Regions from separate parts of the Mus musculus genome. Here region 1 is linked to region 2. Evidence: chromatin contacts called from public promoter capture Hi-C data. All regions are on one chromosome and are shown on one strand. The core of a region is the stretch at or near the end of the contact, and the rest is flanking DNA. Distances in the headings are between cores, read along the strand shown.

The links. Capture Hi-C pulls out chosen DNA fragments and counts their contacts.
Region 1: a contact with region 2 is called in a promoter capture Hi-C map of pancreatic islet. A contact is called at or near these places in 10 of 39 promoter capture datasets (the 3T3-L1 cell line, the C10 cell line, the HPC-7 cell line and 5 more), 2 of 130 datasets of targeted methods (bone marrow-derived macrophages and embryonic stem cells) and 4 of 9 other capture datasets (adipose tissue, embryonic stem cells, liver and 1 more).

What each region holds. Positions count from the first base shown.
Region 1 is chr19:3,472,797-3,480,702 of GRCm38.p6, reverse strand. It overlaps Ppp6r3 (protein phosphatase 6, regulatory subunit 3), which reads left to right. Exons shown (of 24, transcript NM_028999.1): 15 at 2,339-2,425; 16 at 6,837-6,934. Among named protein-coding and RNA genes, the nearest start is that of Gm23940, 14 kb to the left of the region's middle.
Region 2 is chr19:3,350,735-3,357,809 of GRCm38.p6, reverse strand. Cpt1a (carnitine palmitoyltransferase 1a, liver) reads right to left here. Exons shown (of 19, transcript NM_013495.2): 3 at 5,186-5,325; 4 at 1,322-1,493. Among named protein-coding and RNA genes, the nearest start is that of Gm36532, 23 kb to the left of the region's middle.

The DNA.
Region 1 (7,906 bases), core at 1,408-3,907, 120 kb before region 2:
ATAATAAACTTTAAACCCTGGTCAAGGACAACTTTATTGCAGGTGGTGTAGTCCGCAGAGGGAAACAAAGTACAAAGACTCCAGAGGAGGGACTGCAAGTGTTTGCAGTAGGTAGATGCAGAATCTCTGGCTGCTGTGTTAGCCCAAATAAGAGTGGAAGTGAGGACAGACGTAGACAGTGGGACTTTAGCTTTGCATTTAGATAAGAAACCACTAGGTTTAGATATAAAAAGTGACATAATTCCATGTACATGTGGGAAGATTCTGTGGCTTCTGGGCCAACATAGGGAAAGCTGCCTCGCTGACGTTAACTCACTCGCCAGCTGATGGTGCCGTCGTGAGCCATGGTAGGGCAGTTGCAGTGTGAGGGTGGCTGAGCAGCTAAGAACAAGATAAAAAAGCAGCCGAGGTTTTAGCTAAGGAGCATGGAGCTGGCACCTTTGAGCTTCTGGTGCCTCAGAAAGGCTGTGTGTGCTGTTGATCAAGCACTTGGGCTGCACCGAGTTGGTGATGAATGGGTTGGGATTCTGATACCCCACGAGGCAATGAAATCCTCTCTTTAATTCACTGATTCTTTCAGGTTCTTATTGTGTGGGTGTCCTCAGAGTCACACCCTCCATTAACACAGCTGAAGGGCTGCCTACATTGTGCTGTTAGGAATCATAATTGGCTAAAACTATTTTTAGAGAATACATTGTAAAGTAAGTGTGTGTGTACCCAGTGATGTTAGTTGAAGCAAAAGGATCCTTAGTTTAAGGCCTACCTAGCGTAAGTAACTCCAACGGTGAGGGCAACAGTTAAGCAACCCCTGTAAAGGAATCATGTGTCTGGCCCTGCCTCATTGTTCCACAGAAGTTTCCTCTATTTAATGACATGATTAACTCTTGTTTTTTTATAGGGAAGAAAGCCTATGGCAGTGGTTTTCAGCCTTCATAACGCTGCAGCCCTTTAATATAGTTCCTCATGCTGTAGTGACCTCCATACAATTATTTCGTTGCTACTCCATAACTGTAATTGTGCTGCTGTTATGAACCATACTGTAAATACCCGATATGCGGGACACCTGCTATTGGATCCCCAACGGGGTTGAGAGGCACGGACTGAGAACCATTCTGATGGATTCTTTGCAGCATAGCTGCAGTTAGACAGGAGGACTCCTGGGAGCAGCCAGGTCTCTGCTGGAGCTCATTCGGGACTGCTAGCTTGTTTAAATTGTCCTGATTCTGTGTCCTGTGCTCTGGTTGTACCCAGGTATATATCGGCTTAGCATGGTACATACTGGCTGGCTGATGTCAGACTATGAAGCACAGCCTCAGGGTTGGCAGAGGACACTTGTTTTACTTATGTTTAGTACACATTTACCCAGAACAAAAGAGCAGACATCATGGGACACATGACTATAATCCCAGCTCTTGGGAAGGTGAGTGAAGCAGGTAGATCAAGCCTGAGGCAAGCCTAGGCTACTTGGTAAGCCAGTATAGAGAACTCTTAAGAGACTTCAGTAGAAGTGACTTTCAGAAATAGAACATTTCCTTCTAGAATTTTACTGATCGTTCATTGTTATATGTGCTAGCAGTAAGAACTATTATCAGTGCTGGGCTTGGTCGGTGCTTATATCAGTTGGCCATGAATGGTGAGCAGTTCATGTTGGTAGGTTTTTTGTGTGTGTGTATGGGGGGGTGGGGTTTTTTTTTTTGTTGTTTGTTTTTTAAGTTATAGAGAGTAGACTACTTATTCTCTGTGGGGCAGGGAGGGCAGATTTTCAGAGGGTCTTTTATTGATCAGAAAACTGTTGAATGAGCATTTGTGGCCAGGCCAGTGCCTTTCTTGGTATAGGCAGGAAAGTTAAGAAGGAAATAAAATGCTTACCTGTACGGTTGACCTTCCTTGTGGCTCATGAGTGATCCTTAGAGCAGTGTTTTGCCCACAAGGCCTGATGCATACCTGCTGTTTTTGTTTCATCTGCACTTCACTGTTACTTCTGCCTTCCCCCTTCAATGGAGGAACCTTCCTTCTTCCTCTGCAATTCCTGGAGATGCTATTCCTGAGGAGCGAAAACACCAGCCAGCTGGGTGGGTAGCCAGAGTGGACTCTAGATTGACTGGGTGTGCTTGACCACTTAACTGTTATTTCTGGGTTTGTTGTTAGTTTTTTTGTTTGTTTGTTTGTATTTTGGTTTTGGGTTTTTTTGGTTTGTTTGTTTTATTTTGGTTTTTTTGTTTGTTTTTAGTATATTGAAACAAAAGCTGAATGTGATAATTTATTCCATTAAAAATGCTAATGCAAATGTCCAACACTTTTCAATGTTAAATAGTTTTTTACATTTTTATGCATATAGGTTACAACCTGCCATATTCATTCATCCAGTGATGATGAAATTGACTTTAAAGACACGGGTTTCTCACAGGATTCCTCTTTACAGCAAGTGAGTCACACCTAAAGCTTTGCTATTTGTTTTTATCTTAAATGCTTAGTTTAGCTGCCCCTTGGGATCAGCATCTGTCACTATTAGAATGTGGTTTGGGTTTGCTACCAATTAGGCAAAATGATTGGAACAGAGAGGTCTGGGACCTTGCCAGGTAGGCTGATACTGTTGTGTTCTGGGAAACAGTGAGGAATGATGACATTAGTGAGCACTACATGTCACCTCACATGCTGACTGGGCAGGCCTTAATGGTAGTGCATCCTTACTTAGATTCCCGGCACAGACCTTGGTTAAGAGGGACAGAAATAAGAATGAGAGCATTGGAGTGGATTTTGTGCAGTAATCTGGACCACGTGGTGATCTAGATAATCCTTCCTTGGTGCTCTTTAACTGTGTTACATGGCATCTAAATGAAGTTTTAGCTGAAAGCATTCTTGCCATTCCTGCCCCCAAATTGATCAACTCCATGTATTGACTGCATTTTTATCCTTTTAACAACAGCAAAAAAAAAAAAGATCAGTATCAATACATACTGATTTATCATTCTTTAGTCATTCTTGGAAAACTGATGGTTGAATTTATATTTCTACTGGAGGTTGAGTTTGAGAGTTCAGAATAGAAGCAGATGTCTCCTGTTCATGAGGGAAAGCTGTCCTTAGCTGTCTGGTCCAGCATTGGTGTGACAGTGGGATTAAGGAAACATTGCTACACTATATACTGATGGTGCTTGGCTTCTTTCTGACTCTCAGTCGCAGTGGGGTCATTGTGAAGCTTCTGATTTTCTTGTGTGGTTGTTTTTTGCTTGCAAGTTGCATGCCCATCATTACTTCTAGACAGTTGCTTGCTCTTGATGCTGAGACCTTTAGCCTTTCTCAGATGGATTTGAAGTAAAAGTTTATAGTACTTCCTGGTTTCCTTCTGGGTTTGGTTTTTGGTTTTTGGTTTGTTTTGTTTTTCTTTTTGACACTAGCTTCTTTTGGCAGCCATTCTCCTAAATTTAGAGTTAGGGAGCACTGTGGAAAATCAGTGCCTTAAACAGAACACATCTTGCTTTCAAGAAGCACCAGCTTCCCACGCAATCCAACACAGCAAACTGCTGCAAGCAGCCCTGTGTGTGTTGGCAATATTCTGCACTGTCACTTTTACACCGTAGAATATTCAGTCAGCTTGACCAGGCGTGAGCTCAAGTGCATTGCTGTAGCCCTAGAACAAAGCTTAGTGAATCAAATGTGAACTGTCAAGGTGGTTTGTACCAGTTAAAATATAGTATTAAAATAGTACTAAGAAAAAAGATGCCTGGACCAATGAAGTGGCTTGGCCATTGAGATGCTGCTGAACCCACGGGTCTGACTTTGAGCCTAGAACCCACACATAGTAGAAAGAGAGAATTAAACTGACTTGCACACATACACAAAATGAATGTAATTTAGATAGATAGATAGATAGATAGATAGATAGATGGATAGATGGATGGTTAGATAGGAAGGATGCTTTTAACATCTTCCTGACCATGTTGGTAAGCTGTCACACATGCCTTCTTCCCACCCCTGTAAATCAAACTGAAGACTTTGTAGATGCCTAAACTTACAGCTACTGATGTAATCTAGAAGTTATTTTTAGGCATCTAGAAAGTGCATTGCCTTGCTTAGTCCTGGTTCTAGAGTCATGTCTGGGGTGTTTTCTCTCTTATTCAATCCAGTCTACAAAGCTGTCATCCTGAGACAGCCCAGGCTTAGGGGCTTCATCCATCACATGTGACCTCCATATGTATGGAGTAATTACTAGTCACTCTTTTCTGACTGACAGGCTTACAGTAGCTCTATTTTACATAGTTACACTGTGAACTAATTATGTTTTAAAATGAATCTGATCCAAAACATTTTCCTGGAGAAAGAGGGTCAAGGTTATCCTAACAGTTTCATCCTGGTCTCCACTGTTAGCCCAGTGTCAGTTTGTAACTTGTAACGGGTTAAAGCTCTCATTCCTGTTTGAAGTTAGGCTTCCTACTCAGAGCCCAAGTGTGCAGAGTGAGGAGAGTTAGTAACATGGTAACCCTGCCGGGGATGTGGCCTGAGCAGTGAGCCAGTGCCTTGTGACAGATGTGCCTCTGGCCATTATGTTCTGCTCTAGTACTTTCTGCTTTCCTAGCATCTCCTAGACTGTGGAAGGAATAAGCTGTTCCCTCTATTGAGTGGATGGGTGTCAGAGTAAGATGACACCTCTAGCATCTCACATCACACGCAGGCTTGGGACATGCCAGTGGGTCAGATTGAATTTAGAACCGTTTCTGTGCTAAGAGGATGGCGATGTTAGAGCTTGCTGCTCACCCAAGCCAAGATGGCAGTACTGAACAGAGTGCCCCTTAATATTACTACAGCCATGTGTGTTGCTTTCTAGGTTGAGACATATGATTTTGGCAACACTTTGCTTATAGAGTATGACAGCTCTTCATTTTGGGCATACTGGCTTCCATACATTAATAGAAAGCAGATACAAGCAGGAAATTCATTGCTACTTTTATCTTCCCAGGCACTATGCCAGACTGAGAACTGATGAGGGCTCTCTGATCCCAGTTTCTGTCAGTTGCTGTAGCTTTGTCTAGATGTATAGGGTTGATAAATAAAAGTACATGTGTATACACATGAACATATCTGTATGTATGTATGTATGTATGTATGTATGTATGTATGTATGTATACATTTGCATTATATTTGCTGGTTGTGAACTTCAGACAATGTTTCTTTCTTTTCATATCCAAAGAATTGTATTATAAACAGAATGAAAAGTTTGAGGAAAGCCTGTGTCTATAAAACAGAGCTTCTGGGAGGGAATTTCACCTTGTTCTGTGAGATGTCTAGTCTAGATAAATCTACAGTCTGTCTTGCGTTGATTGCTCAGCAGAATGGCCCCACAGGTCTTTTACACACCCTGATAGTAAGCTATATCAGGGTCAGAGGAGCTGATTTCAGGTTTTTGATGATGTGGCTGTGAAGGCTGCCTGCCTGAGTCCCATCTATTCACCCAGAGTGCTCTGTCACCTACAACTTTTGTCTTCCCTTCTGCTCTAACCAACCTCCCATGCCTGCTTCGGTTGTGCTCCAGACCCTACCCACACTCACTGTCCTCACACATCCATGAACTCATGTCAGGCCATCTTTGTGATTGAGCCTAGTAGGAAGTGATGTCTTGCTTGAGAGCAGTGAGTTCTGTACAAAGCCACTCTAGTCAGGGTTGGTTGGCTTTTCCCTGTTTTTGTTTTGTTTTCACGCCTAAGCAAATGTAATTTCCAAAGCCAAACATGAAGTTTATTTTTAAATTCACACAGTTTGGATTATCCATGCCATAATTCCCTGCTATGAGAGTTAGTGTGGTGAAGGTGCATGACAGAGGTATTCCTGCAGTGCAGGGCTGGGGCTGTAGGCTTTGAGGAGGTGGGGACCAAGAAGTCTCCTGACTCCATTACATCCTCCTCCTTTGCAGACAGTGGCCTCAAAAGCCCCCATTAGTAAGTGCTGTTCCTAGGGTCCCACTGCTGTCTCTGTCCTTGGCCACATGTAATATTCACAGCGTGGTCCTGTGCTCTATATTCATTGTCTCGGTGAGAGTGAGGACGTGAGGTGGCACTTGATGTCTTTGTAGCGAGGGCATGTTTCCTGATGCCGTAAGTAGACTGGCAGCAGTTCAGTAGGTCCCATATAACATTCCTGTATTTTCCAACTGGGAAGACTCACCCAAGACTGATGGAAATAGAATTGGCCTCTCTGTAGACCTTCCAGTGTCCCGGGTTTTTCTGAGTGATTTCTGAGGAGGTTAAAGCTTCCTGCTCTATCTCTCAGGTAGGTTGTGCAGAAGTCTCTCAGACGGTTCTCAGCCTCCAAGACTTAGGCCAGCATTTCATTTGCAGGATCATGATGATGTCCATCAGTCTTTCTTTCTCTGATGCTACTTTTGCTATGGTGGATGGGCATGGGGAAATGGTGGGGGCTAGGGGGAGGGTGGGAAGTTGGGGGTGGTTAGCACATTATATTTTAGGATACTGTTGGTTGTGTCTGGAGATGATGAGACTTCTGATAATTTCAGACTTACATGTCTCTTACCTCTTCACACTAAGGCTAACTCAGTTCTCTGTCCAAAGACTATAGTAGTCGGCACTTTTTACAGTATGATCTCTTGAATATTTCTTAACAATGTATAGTGGAGCAGTTTGTGTGTCATATTTCAAAAATCCCCCCCTTTGGGGTAAAATGTCTGAAATTATTTGATTTTTCTTTTTCTAAAGAAAAACACACCAACCTTTAAAGTTCCATGGCTGTGTGAGTTAAAGTGGTTTTCTGGAACACAAATGGGCAAATAGTGTATAGAATGTCATTAGAATCATGATGTCACTGTCACTGGTCCTGGGGTTGCCAGGCCTTTTCTGATTATCAGATGCAACAAATGACGTCCAATTTTATTGACCAGTTTGGCTTCAACGATGAGAAGTTTGCAGACCAAGACGACATTGGCAAGTGAGTATATTTTAATATTTCCTTAATGACTTCCCCCACACACTTTGTAATTATATTTGTGGTTCTCCTGTCAGCATGTATTTTGTAGCTTCTCTGAATTGTAGGTCCCACTGTCATTTTCTTGGTGATTGATACAAAACTAAGAGCCAAGGGACCCTGGGTATTGGACAGGGCACTGGACCCTTTCCTAGGGACTTGTGTTTATTAAGTGATCTTTGTTTTTGAGATTAGTCTCACTGTGTTATCCCCTACTGATGTTGGATCTGTGAGCTCAAGCATCCTCCTGTCTTAGCTTGCTAAGTTAGTATATGGTAGGATAGATGCCTGCCATTGCTTCCAACTTAACTTTTTTACAAAGACCCCAGCTACCATTCTGCTCTTCTCAGTATACCATTACTATAAGTGATTCTGTAATTCCTTCCCATGTTTGCCTCCTGGTCAAGGTGTCACTGACTGTCCAGCACATTGTTTAGTACTGCATTCTTGCAGATGATCAGGGCAGCAGGACCAACCAGCCTTGCTTGTATGTGTTCTCTGCTCTGGGGAAGTCCCTATAAGGAAGGAGGTTTGGGTTATTTTACAAAAGCCAAGTACTTTAACCATTGCCCTGCAGTCGGGGTCAGAGGCAGAGAGGGAATTAGAAACTGGCAGAGCAGAGAAAGGAGATGTACAGATGACTGGCAGAATGGAGGACCAGCATCTTGCATCCTGCCTGGGAATGAGAACAACCACCCAATATGAAGATCGTTGGTTATTGAGAGCAGAGGTGAAGGGAAATTTTAAGCCACTGTGATATCTCAGGTAGTGACTGTCCACTGAGGCACCGTAGCAGTAGTTTGCAGCAGGTATTGGACTTGAGCTAGTGTAGAGTGTTTTATTACACATTGAGTTTGGACTCTGGGAAGCTAAAATCTTTTCACAGTGCACTGCATGAACATGCTCTACAGGCAGTCTGGAGCAGAGGCTCTACTG
Region 2 (7,075 bases), core at 2,695-5,194:
CCTGTAGGAAGATTTTGCAGGCCAGCTATGGAAGGCAGCTGCCTCCTGCTGGCAGGAGCTAGGGCATCTCTAAGGGTTCAAGGTGTAGTCGGTGATTCTCATTTGCGATGCTCAGGAAGTGCTGGGACTCAGCTCAACAGCAGCCACAGGGCCATCCTAGAGGACACTGTGTTAAGCCTGTTGGTTAAGTTTTGCTACTCTAGACATTAAAAAACTAATATATAAGGTGGAAGCTGGTTTGTGAAAGATGGAGGCCAGGAGTGCGTGGTGGGCAGCAAAGGGACCTTGAAGACGTTCACAAGTGCGGGCATGGGGGCACACTGGCCCGCAAGTCAAGGCCAAGCTGACCTACTCCTCCCATGCACAAAGGAGGAGCTCCAGTAACAAGCATTTGAAAGGCAATGTTACCAGAACCAGATTCACTGAAATCCTTTACAAACCTTGGGTGCAGAAAATGACCTTTTCTTTATAAAAATCAGAAGCCAAGAGGGGTGACAATATGTGGGTGGGTGGGTGGGGGATATGTGACAGCCATACAATGGTGTGTGTGGGAAGGAAAGGCTGGGGTCTGAGTGCCAAAGAGGGAGGTCCCAGGAGTGATCCGTCATCCTCCTCCCCCTACTCCAGAGAGCTAAGCTTATAAAAGCAGCTCGTTGGGGCTTTGGATGTCCTTCCCTGGGCAGACGGCTCATCTGGGTAAGCCAGGCATGAAGCTCTGGGTTTGGTCACTGGCATCTCATAAACATCAGGCATGGTGGTGCAGGAGAACCAGAAACTCAAGGTCATCATTGGCTACAGTCAGGAAATGGCCAGCCAGGGTGACATGAGCCCCCATCTCAAAAACCAAAACTAAACAACAACAAAAGCCTTCACAACCAGTTATAATTTAACAAACACACATGTATATGGTATAACCCTCTCTCTCTCTTAAACATGGTGCCTTGGCCTTAAGGTCACGAAGAAATAGAGAACACTGACGGATTAGGGTAAATCATGTGATCTGACCAACTCAGAAAACCGTCTGGTGTCTGCCTGCAAAGTGGCCCCTAAGGCTACAAAGACCTCCTGGGTGGTACTTATGCTCAATATCCAGCCTGAACCACAGGTCACACAGAGGTGAACAGAGAGATGGCAGAACTCCCAGAAACCATTAGCAAAAGCAGCCCTGGCTCCATCCATGCAAGTGTCATGAGCCATAGCTCTCCCATAGCCAGAGGCTGGGGACAGGTTACACACCAAGGAACAGAGGAGGAAAGGTCTAAGGAGGCAAGGGTCCTGCTCTGACTCGGAGCGGGTCCCCTGGTGGGTGACGGGTGGTTACCATCCAGATTCTGGTGCTGCGGCTCATTTTGCCGTGCTCTGCAAACATCCAGCCATGGTAGGAGAGCAGCACCTTCAGCGAGTAGCGCATAGTCATGATGATCGCCACCCAGAGCCCTGTGCCAAAGAGGACGCCACTCACGATGTTCTTCGTCTGGCTTGACATGCGGCCACTGTGAGGATGGAGCAGACAAGGAGCTAAGACGTCAGCATGGAAGGTGGTAATGGCAGCTACCAGAAAGCGGGCTGACCAAGCACCCTCCCAGCGACAGGAGTGAGCAGGCTGCAGAAGAAGCCTGAGGGACCCCAGTTCTCCAAGCGCCCTGGCAGTCTCTATTCCTCTCAAAATGGGCCAGCCTTGGCTGGGTGCAGCAGAGTGGCCTGTCTCTGGAGGCCCAAGGAAGAATCAAGAGGCCGGCCAGCGACCTGAGCAGTCTTGAACAACACACAGTTTTTCCAGTCTCTGGAGGAATGGTGGAGAGGCTCCTGTGGGGCAGAGAGCTGCTCACGATGGCAACTGCTCCCAGTGGGTGGGACCTGCCAACTGCTGCTCAAAGGGATCCTGGCCCGTTTTCTTCAGATTATAATGCTTTGCCAGTCTCTCAAACATACTTTGCTAGCATTTGCTGGGTTTTGCTGTGCCCAGGGGTGAACTATGGGCTTCATGCTTTCTAGGCAGGGGCTCAACCCCTGAGTTATATCCCCAGTCCTCAGATATAACCTTAAATGCTGTCTTTATTTATAAGAAACTCAAATATCCCAGCAAGCTGGAGGCAGAGGCAGGTAGACCTCTGTGAGTTCAAGACTAGCATGGTCTACATAAGACCTTGTCTCAAACACAAAAACAGAACAAAACAAAGCCAAAAAATCCCCACATAAATAAAAATAAATAAATCTTTTAAAAAACTTAAAAGATTTTTAAATAGTTAAAAATCAAAGTCACCGACTATGAAAGAAAACTCAAAACAAAGTGCTGCTATTTGAGGGGTTATTTCAGTTGTTTTAGAAAAGGAAAAATAGTGACAAAAATAAAAACTAGCCCTTCCCCTTCATGGCTCAGGGGACATCATGGAAGAAGGGGTGGAAAGGGTGCAGCCAGATGTGAACACAACATGGCTGCTGCAGACAAGACTCACTGAGAAGTGGACCAAGCCAGCTGGCCGACCAGGGATCCTCCAGCAGGGGGCGCTAAGGGAACTCAGCGGGTTTTTAAAAAGGTTTGAGTGGAGAGTTGGGATGGGTTAAATCAAGGTATCCTGTTGACGTGTATGCAATTGTCAAGGAACAAATAAAAGAGATCGAGTCTGGCTCAGAGGTTAAGCACACTGGCTGCTCTTCCAGTTATCTTAAGTTCAATTCCCAGCAACCAAATGGTGGCTGATCTATAATGAGATCTGGTGCCCTCTTCTGGCCTGCAGGCACATACATACATACATACACACATACACACATACATACATAATATATGCATAATATGAGGCTGGAGAGATGGCTCAGAGGTTAAGAGCACTGACTGCTCTTCCAGAGGTCCTGAGTTCAATTCCCAGCAACCACATGGTGGCTCACAACCATCTGTAAAGGAATCTGATGCTCTCTTCAGGTGTGTCTGAGGACAGCTATAGTGTACTAAAATAAATAGACAATTCTTAAAAACATATATGCATAATATGTGACTAACACATAATACATAAAAATAAATAAATCTAAAAGCAAAACATAACATAAGAGGTCCCAAATGATCAAAGTAGTAGCATATCTAACCTTCAGAGCTCTGATATTGGAAAACATTAACATCATGTGAGAGACCTATGCTCTGGAGGCCTCGCCTCCCAGAAGAACAGGATGGGTGCCTAGCACAACTGTCATTGGAAGATGCTTCCTCCTGCAGCTGATGGGAACAGATACACAGTGGCTCACACTCATCTGAAACTCTGGTCTCAGGGGATCTGATGCCCTCTTCTGACCTCTGAAGGCACCAGGCACACGTATAGTACACATACACACAGAATAAAATTTAAAGAAAAAATCCAAGCTGGGCATGGTGTCACATGTAGAGGCAAGTAGATCTCTATGAGTTCATGAGACAAGGTTGGTCAACATAGCAACATAGCAAGTTCCAGGACAGCCAGGGCTACACAGAGACCCTGTCTCAAAAAACCAAAAAAAAAAAAAAAAATCCAATAAGGACAAAAAAGTAATTTCACTTTCAGCTGTGCTGATAACCTCTATGGCCTTCCTTTCAGATCTCAGCAAACAAAACCAAAGCAGCCTAGGAGACACAGGCACTCCACCCACACTGGAAAGATGCTTCCAGAACAGCCCCTCAGGCTGCAAGTCTCTGAGCCTTCACCTGACCTTTCTAAATTTGAGCCAGACATGACCCAGTTTACGAAAATAGAGTCTAAGGGACAAAGAAACAAATCGTATAAAGACTGAGATTAAGCAAGGTTTTAGTAGCTGGCGTGGCTGTGTGCAATCCGGCTTTGAGACACACAGCCCATGTAAGAGCAAAGCTTGGCTGTTGGCCTCACAGCTGCCTTGGGCCTGGCAGCCAGCTCAACACTCAGGGAAGCAGGGTGAGCGTTCACAGGACTTTCCTCACCTCTCAGGACAGCACAGGTCCAGTCTTTAGTGACCAGCTCTGCCAGCTGCTTCTGAGAACCTAGCCCCAGCTCGATGTTCCAGGCCCCAGGCAGACAGGACCCTTGGCAGGATGCCTGGACAGGCATTTTTATCTTGTTTCCTACAGTTGCTTACAAAGGAATGACCAATGCTGCCAGGAGGGCTGGAGGCTGAGGAGCTGGCTGGCTTCTCAGTCACTCCTGGGTGTCTCAATCAGAAGGCAGGGCATGCAGACCCATTAAAGACTGACCTCCAGGATTCCCGAGCACCTATTCAAGCTGTCTTAAACATGCCACACTGCTGGGTTAAATCTGCTAGTTGCTCTGAGTCAGCAGAAACCAACTCCTCCAGCTGTGAGTGTTCCCTGGGGCCACTCTCTCATCTGTTTGCTTGTGCAATCCTTCCTAGCATACAGTATCTACAGCTGAACAACCAGGAGAGAGAGAGAGAGAGAGAGAGAGAGAGAGAGAGAGAGAGAGAGAGACAGACAGACAGACAGAGACAGACAGAGATAAGATCCCTGAGTTCTAGGCCAGAACAGCTGGAGCTATACGGTGAGACCCTGTCTCAAAAAAAAAAAAAGGAAGGAAGGAAGGAAGGAAGGAAGAAAGGAAGGGAGAAAGAAAGAAAGAAAGAAAGAAAGAAAGAAAGGAAGAAAGAAAGAAAGAGAACAGAAGAGAAGAGAAGAGAAAAGAAAAGAAAAGAAAAGAAAAGAAAAGAAAAGAAAAAGAAAAACCAGAAGATGGCCAGGATTTGTCCCTAGACAGGATGACATCTACTTTTTTAAGTTCCCAGAATAAACTAAAACTCAAAGCCAAGGAGTAACGCACTTCCCTGCAGGCATCTAAGCCACTGTGAAGGGGCCAAGGGCTGAGTTGTCCCTAAGCAATGACCGGCAGTAAGTTCAGAGGACCAGATCACTGGATGGACCAACTCCAGGGCAACAGCCACACTTGGAGCCATCTTCTGGGGCAGAGATGCCCTCTGAGGTCATCACTGTCTCCATCTTGACCTCAGGAGACAGACACCTGGAAGGCAGGTCCCCGTGCCTCTGCCACTCTTAGCCTAGTCTTCAGAAGAAGGGTGGCAGTGTCTGCAGACTTTCAATAGCAGGTCAGGAGGGCAAAGAGCATGCGGAAAAACAGCGATAGCATAGTTGTACTCAGACATTTCAGAGCGAGGACAGTCAACAGAGGTACCACCATCTTCTTCAAGATGCAGAGGGTGGAGGTGGGTTACTCACGTGGTGTCTAGGGTCCGATTGATCTTTGCAATCATGCCCAGGGAGGGGTCCACTTTGGTATGCATGGATGATATCACACCCACCACCACGATAAGCCAGCTGGAGGGACTCGCGGGGAACACACCAGTGATGATGCCATTCTGGAAAGACATGTGAGCTGTGAGCTGCATCCTCCCCGAGGTCACCATCACTACCTGTCAGCAGCCCTGTGGCAACAGGCAGTTGGGACATCAGGCAGCAGGGAGAAGGTGCCATATATGCAGGCCACCAAAGACCAAAGCCCAGTAGCTGTGTCTCTGCCTGGAGTCACAACTGCCTTACCTTTCTTTACACAGTCTATTCTCTCCCCTGACTTCTGAGCCCAAATGCATCTTGGAAGATTCTCCAAGAAAGGGACTCCAGGTTGGTAAAACAGCCAGGCCTGACTTACCATACAGGTCTCCATATGGTGACTGGCAGCCTGGGCACTGTGAGGTCCCATTCCTACACTGCCACTATCTGCCAGTCAGGAACCCCAGCTCCCAAACTACCCTTGCCCTGTTCCTGAGTCAAGATGTGTTTACAGGAGCCCCCATACCATTGCTGCAAAATAACCCAGCAAAATAAAGTTTACATTAATTTTTTGTTGTTACATTTATTTATTGTACGTAGGTGCATGCAAGGACCATAAGGCGCAAAGGTGGAGGTCAGAGGTCAGATCTCTCCTCCTATTTTGTGGAACTTTGGGTCAAACTCAGGTCATCAGCTGGGCTGCAATCTTGCCCACCCGATTAAAAAACTGGTCTAAAGAACTGAGGTTTGGGGAGAGAAGGCTTGCGTGACTCAACACTGCCCAGACTCCGCCAGCTCTGGGAACCAGGAGGAGGGTAATGGGGAGGGAGAGCTGTTTTTTCTGCTTTGTTGGATGTTTGAGTCTTACAAAAAGTTAATTCTATTTTGTTGTTTTTTTTGGTTTTGTTTTTTGAATGCTGCGATTAGAGAAGTGTGCCACCACACCCAGCATAATAAATTCTTTTAAAAAAGAGATTTATTTATTATATGTAAGAACACTGCAGTTGTCTTCTGACACTCCAGAAGAGGGAGTCAGATCTCATTATAGATGGTTGTGAGCCACCATGTGGTTGCTGGGATTTGAACTCAGGACCTTCAGAAGAGCAGTCAGTGCTCTTAACCGCTAAGCCATCTCTCCAGCCCTGCATAATAAATTCTTAATGGATACACACATTTCACCTCAGCACTTGGGAAGCAGAGGCAGATGGAGCTCTGTGAGTTTGAGGGCAGTCTGGTCTCCACCGTGAGATCCGGGTCAGCCATGAGTACACAGTGAGATCCTAACTCAATAATATTGATATTAACAACAATAACAACAACTGTCCAAGCACGGTGTGGGGGCTCACACATCCTCCAAGCACTTGAGAGGCTAAGAAAGGAGAACTGCCTTTAGTTACAGAGGAGCCTGGCTAGGGTCAGACACCGTCTCAAAAAAGTAAAACTAGGCTGGGACATGGCTCAGTGGGTAAAGCACTTAGCACACAAGCTGGGGGAAGGCCTGGCATTTGGATCTCTAGAATCAATGTAAAAGCCAGGCAGGAATGGCTTTCACCTGTATGTAACCCCAGTGCTCCAGAGGCAAGCTGGCTAACTAGACTAGCCAGACTCTAGACTAGCCAGACTCTAGACTAGCCAGAATCAGTGATCTCAGGTTCTGTGAGAGACTCATCTCAATAAATGAAGCTAGAGAAGAAGACATCTGCTGTAAAGGTTGGGCCTCCATGCATAAACACACTCGTGTGCTCACACACACTCACTCTCACACACTCTCTCTCTCCCCCCACTCCTGTAAACACAGGCAAACAAAACCAAGAAGAAAAACCTTTCAACTAAAAACAC